3 separate regions of the Mus musculus genome follow, and all the other regions are linked to region 1. Evidence: chromatin contacts called from public Hi-C and promoter capture Hi-C data. All regions are on one chromosome and are shown on one strand. Each heading gives the region's core, a stretch centred on a gene start, on an enhancer-like site or on the middle of the called end of the contact. The rest is flanking DNA. Distances are from core to core; before and after follow the strand shown.

Region 1 (3,280 bases), core at 454-2,953:
AGAAACAGAGACAGAGAGAAGAATATTTATTATATCTCTGGACTGACAGGTACTACTGTATCTCAGCAGCTGGAGATCAGAGGAGCTAGCAAAATCTGAAATCTTTTCAACCTCTCTATAGAAGATGATGCCCACCAATATGTATTCAAAGAGCCCTTAAACAAGAAACATTTTTTAAAAAAAAAAAAAAAAAACATGGACCGAAGCACCCAAGATTCAGAGTATCCTACAACACAAATGCTAATGTGTTGCTCTGACGAAATGTGCATTAAGAAGCCAGGTGGTAATGGCCCATGCCTTTAATCCCAGCACTCAGGAGGCAGAGGCAAGTGGATCTCTGTGAGTTCTAGGCCAGCCTGGTTTACAAAGTGAGTTCCAGGATAGCCAGAGCTACGCAGAGAAATCCTGTCTTAAAACAACAACAAAAATGGGAGAGAAACAGAGAGAGGGGGGGCACTAAGACAAGCAAGGAGGAAGCTGCAGAATACATTAAACTTTTGGCCAAGAAAATGAAGGAAGCCAGAGAAAACTGCCGGGAATAGATTGTGGGGAAACATAGGCTGGCCTCCCTAAGAGCTTCTACTTCTGAGTGGGATTCCTGTCAAGATTAAGTCTCTAAGAGTGACAGACTTTGGAGCACTCACATAAACAGGATATCTTCATCAAATTCTTCTTTAAGGGCTCAACATTCTATGCAGAAAAAGAAAGACTGTAAGAGCCAGAGATAAAGGGTGGCTCCAGGAAACAGCATCTTCTAGACATAACAAGATTGACACACATATGAACTCAGACACTATGGCAGCCCACACAGGGCCTGCCTGCAAAAGTTCAAGGCAAGCAGGGTCCCAACACCATGAGAGGGAAGCAGATTAGGATCCCAAGCCTAATCAAGAAGATTATCTGCAACTGATACTTGATGGCAAAGGAAAAAAAAAATCAGTTTTCTCCAGTGGAGTCTCACTGGTTATAGTAACCACACTTCAGAGGAGGCCCCTAGCCCGGTAGTAGATAGCAACACAAATCAAACTCAACAGTATCTTTGTAGATGTTTTTGCCTCATTTTGCATTTTTTTAACATTGGCCTTTGGCATGTATATTTTGGTTTTTGTTTCTATGTTTTTGTGGTGATGTATGTTTTTGTGTTGTATTTCTTGTTTTTCTTATTTTGGCGTTGTTGATTTTGTTTGTTTGAAAGAGAGAGAGAGGGGCCTGGAGTTAGATGGGGAGGTGGGGAGGATCTGGGAAGAGTTGGAGGAAGGAAGAGCATGATCAGACTATGTTGCATAAATTGTTCTCAATAAAAATAATGTGTTTAAAAGTCACAAATATGATAAGATCTAAAAGCAGACACAAAACAAAATTCCTGAACTATGAGATTATAAATCCTGTCAAAAGGCCTGGGCTGCGGAAGTCACGTGACCTACCAGGGAAGCAACTGTTATTGTTTTGCTAAACAGATCTGCTTCTCCATAACTAAGTTAATGTCGGTGGAGGAGTGCTGCTGTCAGCAAATAACAAGCTACAAGTGAATGAGTATCCAGTCAAGAGTGAGACACGGATATCAGTCCTACCCACCCAACCAAGGATCAGGGAACAATGCAGAAGAAAAATGTAGTAAGTGAAGGATCCGTGTGGAATGCTGAGTTCTGCTCATGATCTTACAGCAGCTGCGACCGCCTACACAACATCTGCATACGATTAGGTCCTTCGCCCCCTTCCCATCGAAGGGAGAAGGAAGCACGCTTCCTTCCTGAGGACTTACATGTAGTCTCAGTTGATGAGGGAGAGATATTTCCTTTAGTTACAGATAAGGTACAGATTGTGCCTGTAAACAATCCTTCAGCCATGGCCCTGTAATCAACATTGATGAAACGCACTGGGTCGTGAAAATTTTAGAAAGTAAAGATATGAAAGAATTACAGTTTCTGATCTAAAGAAGTGAAGGCTGCAGCTCTCAGGCTTCAGACATAGTCTATGCCACTAAGTCACCAACATTTGTTCTGAGACTACTGTGAGGAAGCACTAATCCTCAAGAGCCAGAAAACCTGGGTCAAAATTCCAGGCAAACCATATACCAGCTCCAAGGCCACCGGACAGTCTCTGAAACAGATTCCATCTGGGAAATGGAGATGGGTATCCCTGTCAGGCAAAGTTGTTTAAGGTTAAAGCAATACATGTAGTTATGACTTGGATACACTGTGTTCAGTAAATGTCTGTCGTTTGTTATCTGCCTAAAACTCTGCAGAAGTTCTGGTCGGGAGAGGATCCTAAACCAAGCTGCTAAGCTAGATGTTTCTATGTTTCAGTGCTTCCCTCTGCTGGCCAAAGGAGGTAGCTCCACTGGGGGCGGGACGGGGGAGAGAAAGAGAGCAAAAGAGCGAGGGAGGGAGAGCGAGAGCGAGGGAGGGGGGCGGAGGGGAGGGAGAGAGGCCAAAGTCTGGCCTCTCGAGGCCAAAGTCTGGCCTCTCTGCTGGCTACCAAATCCCCCAAGGAGGTAGATGTGGTGTAGCACAAACAATCTCAGCTATCCAGCGGCCGTGTGAAGGTACATGCAGCCCTTCGCCTCTCTGAGCCTATCTGCTTAGCTGTAAGAATGGAGTGACAATCCCTACCATATTTCAGAATTGCCGTGAATCCCAAATGGCCATGCCTTTGGGACACTTTCCTAAGCTAACCTCAAGTGCTTTGTGGTCAAGCACTTTGATGTTGGGCATCCAAAACCCCAAGGAGGATCTGAGAAGTTGGCCCTGCACTTCAGTAGTCCCTCTCCAGGGGAAGAGGAACGTCTTTGTCTATGCATGTATCTTGGAGTATTTCCCCTATACGTTCCTTTAATGGTTTCATAGTTTGGGGGCTGACATTAGGCCATTTTGAATTGATTTTGGAGCAAGGTGAGAGGCAGAGACACTTTGTTTTTCTATGAATGAGCAGTGGTTTGAATGAGAACTTTCACTCATAGGCTCACATATTTAAATATATGGTCCCTGTGGGTGGTGCTACTTTGGGAGGTTACGGAATCTTTGGGACAAGAAACTTTGCTGCAGGAAGTATGCCGTTGGGGTGGGCTTTCAGAGCTATGGCATCACCTTACTTCCAGCTCACTCTCTGCTTCCTATATATGGATGGAGATGGATGTGATCTCTCAGCTTCCTGCATTGGCTGTGTGCTGCCCTGCCTCCCCTGCCTCCCCTGCCATTATTGACTCTTCCTCTGGAACCAGAAGCTGAATAAATTCTTTCTCCTTTAAGTAACGTCCAGCCATAAGTTTTATCACAGCAAC
Region 2 (3,280 bases), core at 214-2,713, 210 kb before region 1:
AGAGAATTTAAGCCTTGTGCAGGTATTTTAAGTGATGAGAACTATGTAAGTATTTGCTAACCATATGTTGGTCTCTGGACAGAAAGAATGGTAGGTATTATTTAGACATTGATGGCTGAAGTGTCACTCTTTTCTAAAATTACACAGACTTGGGTCTTGAATGTTGGGTGGCAGATATGCTACAGCTGTAATGAGTTTGGACTCTCACCTGATCTCCCCAGAACCACCTTCACATAGTCAGGGTCATAAAGCAGGACTCGTATATTGCTCCCCGAGAGACACTGTAAGCAGGCACTTGGGAATTTCTCTACCCATATAAGAATCTGCTGGAGCTCCTTGTCCTTTGGGAACAGAACATCAAAGAAAAGTTGAATTCACGAAGATGTTCTTTGACATCAAGTACTTTGTGTGGTATGGAAGAGTCAGGACCACCACAGGGGCATAACTCTGGCATGTTCAAGAAAGGGTAGAAATTTGGGTTGGTTTGATAATCTGTCTTTTTTTTTTCTTCTATTCAGACCATTGCTGTGTCCCAGGACTTGTCCTGGCCAGATCCTGGAGTCTTGTTAGATGAAACTAAAGCTCCTTAGAGAAGCTACTGTGGTAAGAACTTCTGTGTTCTGTAGTAATTCTGAATTTTGCTCTTCTTAAATGTGGCTAGCGTGTGAGCCCTCAGTGAGTGACTCTTCATGCAGACCCTTACAAAATTACATTATACTGAGAGTTAGTAGCATAGTCAGCCATTCTTACTGCTTACATACACTTGAGGATGGGAATGGCAAATGAATCCAGCCAGTTTCATCTGCCCAAAGAACTTTCTTTATTGTAAGAGGCTTTCTTTCTAGATGGAATATTTTACCTCTAGAAAGCCCTGTATTGTAATCAGACATTTCTCTCCAAAATGGGCAGTTTCAATCTCAGAGGAAATTGATATACAACATAGAAATCATCACTTCTACAATTTCTCTCAGAGAACAACCTAGATTAGTTGTTTCTCTGTAGCTGACACCACATTTTCCCATGCCCTTCTACAGCCTGAGATTTGAGTCCATTGTCATAATGTGTCCTTTAAAAAGAAATCATGCTCCACATGACTAAGGCAAACCCACTCTTAGAAGTAAACCCAGCGTTCTTCAGAAACTACATGCTTACCACTCAGCAGACTGCCCTGTATACTAATACTAAACTCTCATAGCTTCATTCAGCTCTTCACACTCTTCCACCCTCTCCCTTCTTCCTACCTTCAGATGGTGCCCCCAAAGCCAGTGGGAAGGCATGCATGGGAAATGCTGGAGGGTCTTGAGCAGCCACTGCCTTCGTAAGTAGAATTGGACTGCCTTGAACAGCACCAGAAATAGACTGAGCAAGAAGGCCCATTGGAAGAACCCAGAGATACCATCCAAGTACCTTGTAGGGCTAAATAAAAAAAAACCCATGGTTAGTAGTTTCTGGATCACTAGTGTCACTAAATGTTTAGAAACCCGCATTTAAGTCATGAGAAGGTAGACACACCTACTTGTGGGAGGGGGAATGGAGAAGACAGACAGAGACTGACCTCAGAATCCAAAGTTTATTAATCTGCAACATCAGCTTTGGTAAACAGTAAAAACAAATCTCTAGTATCTAGTCTTGGTAACATCTATATGTATACCAATTCCCATTTCTCTGAACTACTCACAACTATTTATTGAGCACATATTGCATGTTATGTATATCCTTGCTGATGAGGTAAAGTCATGGACTAGACATTAACCTGGATATTAAGAAATTCACATTCTAATTTACCAAACATGTAATAGGTGTAGCTGCTTGTACTATTTTCCTAATTTCAGGGTGAAATGATGACAACAGTAGTTGGTGTGTTCAGATGAATGTAATTGCTGAAAGTTTCTACCTATAGTCATCTTTGCATCTGGACTCCAAATCCAGCTGTTTCTTCCATTTTATCTGAGACTTGTCACAGTCACACTCCAGATTGATCCAGGATGGATGTGCCAGCAGGTGGAACAGTGCAGTTGCATTCAGGTGGCTCAAGACTCAATCAGCCTCACCACATACACAGCCTGTGACAGACTCTTTCTCTGTCTCACTATCTTGACTGAATGGAATAATAAAACCTTTCTTTTCTAAATACTTAAATTGCCCATCACTTATTCAGTCACTCATTAATTTAAGAATATTTCTTGACCTCACATAGGGCAAACTCTAATAAAGAAATCAGTCCAATTATATATATATTATGCCTTGCCTGAAAAAAATTAATGTACACACAGAATAGATAAAGCGAAAGTTAAAAAAAATGAGATATTGAAGGATTACTAGCCAATCAATTGAAAAGTGCTGAGATAGTTTCCAACTACCTCATTTATTTATAGATTTTATGGAGATATTATTTAAGCAGAGAAAGAATGTTTTGGTTGTCAGTCTATCCATTAACATGAAGATGGATAGCTAGGAAGGCCCTGAGGATCTAGGAGAAGTTGGAGGAAGGAAAGAATATGATCAAATTATATTGCATGAAAAAAATTAAATAAAAAATAAATTTTAAAAATGACAAAACTTTTAGAAAGGAAGAAAAACAAAGAAGTTAAGGGGTAGAAATAAGCCTTTCTCTGGAATCTTTATCCTCACCTGGATCATGATTATCTTCCCTAAATTAATCCTAGTTGTGAAGACCACAAAGAGGCAAACACAAAAGGTATTTTAACAAGAATCTCTAGAAAGCCAGCCCATTCACTCTGCCAGGAATGTGTGTTTGCCGCTCACTTGATCCTTTATCTATCCAAACATTTTCTTTAACACCCACTACTTCATCTTCCACTGTGACACAACATGCATAACCCACTACTTTTTCTTTCTTTCCACAATTCTGAGCTTTGGTCAAAACCAAAGACCGAGAGGGACATGCTCCATACGTCTGAACTTTTAGCCCACTTTGTGGTCATTTTACAACTTCAAATATTTGTTGGATGAGTAAATGATTGAAAGATCCAGTCCATTTCTTGGGACAGGTCATTTTGTACCCTTTCTCCTTCCCTACTTGGATCCTCTCCCACTTTCAGAGTGGAATTCAGTAGTGGAAAGAGCTTTGGCGTCCAAGACTACTGCTGAATTTTAGTTTTGACTGTTTCCTTCTCTGAATCTGAGTTCTTTTTGTTTGACCCATATTATGGTAAGCATGAACACAGAGTAGGTAGGTACTTGACCTGCTTTCTCCCATAACTCTCCAAAACAATGTTGTTTTTTAAAAATCGAGGAATGAAACCAGAGACTTAATACT
Region 3 (3,280 bases), core at 318-2,817, 190 kb before region 1:
GAGGTGGCTTGGTGGTTAGAAGTGCTTGCTACCAAGTTTCATCTGGACCAAGACCTGAGTTCCATCTCTGGAACCTACATGATAGGAGAAAACTGACTCCTGTAAATTGTCCTCTGACCTCCACACATATGCCATTCATGTGGCACATGCATACAAGTAAATCATAAGTAAACACATAAACAAATAAAGCTGTAGTAGTTTGAATATGCTTGGCACAGGGATTGGCACTATTTGGAGGTGTGGCCTTGTTACAAGAAGTGTGCCAGTGTGGGCATGGTCTTTATGACCCTCGTCCTAGCTTTCTGGAAGCCAGTCTTCTTCTGTTTGCCTTCAGAACAAGATGTTCAACTCTCAGCTCTTCCTGCACCATGCCTGCTTGGATGCTGGCATGTTCATGCCTTGATGATAATGAACTGAATTTCTAAACATGTAAGCCAGGCCCAATTAAATTTTGTTCTTGTAAGAGTTCCCTTGGTCATGGTGTTTGCTTACATCAGTAAAACCCTAAATAAGAAAAGCTATTTAGATAAATAATAGCTGAAAGCTTTCCTGTATTTACTGAGAAATACATGGGCACCCAAGTACAGTAAATGCAAAGGGCCCATTTAGATTCAATTGATTTGGTCCTGTTGAAGACACACTATATTCAAGCTCTCAAAAGTCCAAGACAAGAAATTCTAAAACCAAGAGAAGTATTCCAAGTCCCATATAAGCAAGGCCTTGGTAGACTAACACTAGAGTCTACAGCAAAAACTTCTCAAAAGTGAACTAAACTCTCCAAGTAACAGAGTTAGGTTGGCTAAATAGATTTTTTTTAAATGAAATTCAACTGTATGCTATCTATTTTAAAACAACAACAAAAAAAAAAACCCACAAGAAGGTGCCAAGGAATGGAAAGAAACCCATTAGCTCCCCCAAAGCAAAACAAGCACGAGTGTCCTTGGCATCCCCAGGCATGGACTACCCATGAGACTAGCCTACCTAGATGTATAAGAGCAGCAGTGCCTATATGTTTTCCAGTCTGAATCAGCAACCACTCACCATCCATTTGGCATGGACAATTCAAAAAAAAACTATTAGATACTTGGTCTGACATGGAAACCCAAACACCTCCCAAAAACAACAAATAAAGCCACAGACTTAAGCTATGGAGCTTGGGAAAGAGCCAGTGTGTGAGGATCCCCTTATCACACAGGACTTCAACAAGATATTTATTTTTATATGACAACCTTGTTTGATATTTAATAATTTAGTAAAACTTTGCAAGAAAAGATTAAAAATAAGTGGAAGAATATTTAAGGATATTATAATTGTTCTGCTTAATTTATGCATGCAGTACAGGTGTGGAAACAAGTCAATGTTCTTGACTCGCACGAGAGGAAAGTAGACACAGGTAGGCACTGGCAGCTGGAAAGAAAAAATTGTGTCTCTGATTCCCAAGGTAAATCATTCCTGTTATTTAACCAACTGAACTTTGAGATCAAGATTGGTCAGCCTCACCCTTCTCCCTCCCACAGGTAGGCGGGCAATCCTTACAGGATTTAGGCAGGAGGTAGAAAGGATTAGTGAGAGTGAGGACAGCAACAGAAGAGTGGATGAACTATGAGTGTCTCTGCTCTAAGCCCAACCCGATTTGCAGACAGCCTCTCTGGCTTCCTCCAAGTGGCCTCTGTGCTCGGTCTGCTCCTGCTGCTGGTGAAAGCTGTCCAGTTCTACCTCCACAGGCAATGGCTACTCAAGGCTTTCCAGCAGTTCCCATCACCTCCTTTTCACTGGTTCTTTGGGCATGAGGTATGAAGGAAAGAGAAGGATGGGTGGAAGAGAAGGGAAGATGGGTGTCTCAGAGACCAGCCATCAAATTCACAAGGAAAATCCTGATATATAAAGAGTCCAAGAGCTTCATAAGATGCCCAGCTCAGGCTGAGGCATGTCATCCCAACAATAGCGTTACTGTCTGACTGTTGCTCAACTCTATACTGATAGTCTTGCACTTTGAAAGCTTTGGTTGGTCCTACCTAGTCTCCTCCTCCTCTTCTGGCTGAGTACCTTTAATATCTCTACTGTTCTCAAACAACTTTTAAGTAGTTCCTTGACAAGTTACTTATGGCTATTCTCTCCCAAGCCCTGGGTTTGCCTGGGAATGCAAACATCAGAGAGACAGAAACCTTGCCCCTTGAAGTTCTTGATGTAACAATGGTGCACATCTTAGAAATTATCAGGCACAGGAAGGGTTCACACTGCTGGGCTGAGTGAGTGGCTGACCAAGACTAGAATTTTCAGGATGGGTAAATTACAAATTGAAATCCCAAAGTCATGGCACATTAAAGGGAAAGGGTGGGTAGGACCCTCATATGTGAACACTAATGTTAGTATTTCTACAGGGCTATGTGGCTCTTCTTCCTCTTTCCACACACCCTGCAATATAAGATACTTGGATTCAAGCACAGCATCACTTTCTTGTTCCACAGGGTTCAGCTAAAGAGCCTGGCACAAGTGTATGAAATTACCCAGAAAGGGAACTGGGAAGGGACAGTACTGACCCATTGCATTATCACCCCAGGAAATAAAGTACAGAGCCAAATAGGAGGATACATGAAAATGTGCACAACAAAGGATTGTGCAATAGATGTTCTTAGAAAGACATGGGTATGCCACGTTCTCTGAAGATCTGAGGATCTGACACTGTGATTCCTCTGAGGAACACAGCTCCATCCAACAGGACTCTCAGATTCAGCTCAGAACCCATACCCACATAGTAAAGCTATGAGTGATAGCACAGACAGTTCATCGAACTGCCCCACCTTCCTGGCAACTTCAGAAAAAAACAGCTATGTTCCTGTGCTTGCTCTACTCTTGTCTCCAGTCCAAAAACTAGGCAAGAGTCCCACGAACTTATCTTTTCTTCAACAGAAGTTCAAAGGTGACCAAGAACTACAGGAAATTGTGTCGTGCATAGAGAACTTCCCAAGTGCCTTTCCTAGATGGTTCTGGGGAAGCAAGGCCTACTTAACTGTCTATGACCCTGACTACATGAAAGTGATTCTGGGGCGATCAGGTGAGCATAACATGCTGTTGTGAAGAGATAAGCACTTTCCTCTTTGTTACTTGCCCTGTCAAATTCTGAAAGAGTATGACCCTACACACTCTACCATTCTCTCAGGCTACAACCTAGCATATGGCCAACAACACACAGTACTAAAAACCAAATCCCTTAGCCTAAAATCTTTATCTTTGTTTGTTATTTAATCAAGTTAAGATGTTTAGTCTTGTTAATTGTTCC

The links. Promoter capture Hi-C pulls out the DNA fragments that hold promoters and counts their contacts. A called contact is a pair of places that touch in the nucleus more often than the background predicts.
Region 2: a contact with region 1 is called in a promoter capture Hi-C map of liver, with 8 times the contacts expected there. The contact joins the promoter of Cyp4a14 here to the enhancer-like site in region 1. A contact is called at or near these places in 13 of 39 promoter capture datasets (3T3-L1-derived adipocytes, the C10 cell line, cranial neural crest and 8 more), 9 of 484 Hi-C or Micro-C datasets (LSK cells, embryonic stem cells, lens fibers and 3 more), 1 of 115 datasets of contacts at active chromatin or transcription factors (hepatocytes) and 3 of 9 other capture datasets (adipose tissue, liver and pancreatic islet).
Region 3: a Hi-C map of liver shows a contact between it and region 1, with 2.5 times the contacts expected there. The contact joins the promoter of Cyp4a10 here to the enhancer-like site in region 1. A contact is called at or near these places in 1 of 484 Hi-C or Micro-C datasets (liver), 1 of 115 datasets of contacts at active chromatin or transcription factors (embryonic stem cells) and 4 of 9 other capture datasets (adipose tissue, embryonic stem cells, liver and 1 more).

Annotation. Positions count from the first base shown.
Region 1 is chr4:115,707,693-115,710,972 of GRCm38.p6, forward strand. No RefSeq gene overlaps it. Among named protein-coding and RNA genes, the nearest start is that of Efcab14, 28 kb to the right of the region's middle. Within about 2 kb of position 1,704, at least 26 of the 459 cell types and tissues checked have an H3K27ac peak or open chromatin away from gene starts, as enhancers often do. A contact at or near this core is called in adipose tissue, liver and uterus, where this site is marked.
Region 2 is chr4:115,494,678-115,497,957 of GRCm38.p6, forward strand. It overlaps Cyp4a14 (cytochrome P450, family 4, subfamily a, polypeptide 14), which reads right to left and starts at 1,464. Exons shown (of 12, transcript NM_007822.2): 1 at 1,242-1,464; 2 at 209-341. The coding sequence starts at 1,436. Gm52676 (a long non-coding RNA gene) reads left to right here. Exons shown (of 2, transcript XR_003955098.1): 2 at 519-3,246.
Region 3 is chr4:115,516,720-115,519,999 of GRCm38.p6, forward strand. Cyp4a10 (cytochrome P450, family 4, subfamily a, polypeptide 10) reads left to right here and starts at 1,568. Exons shown (of 13, transcript NM_010011.3): 1 at 1,568-1,791; 2 at 2,911-3,055. The coding sequence starts at 1,603.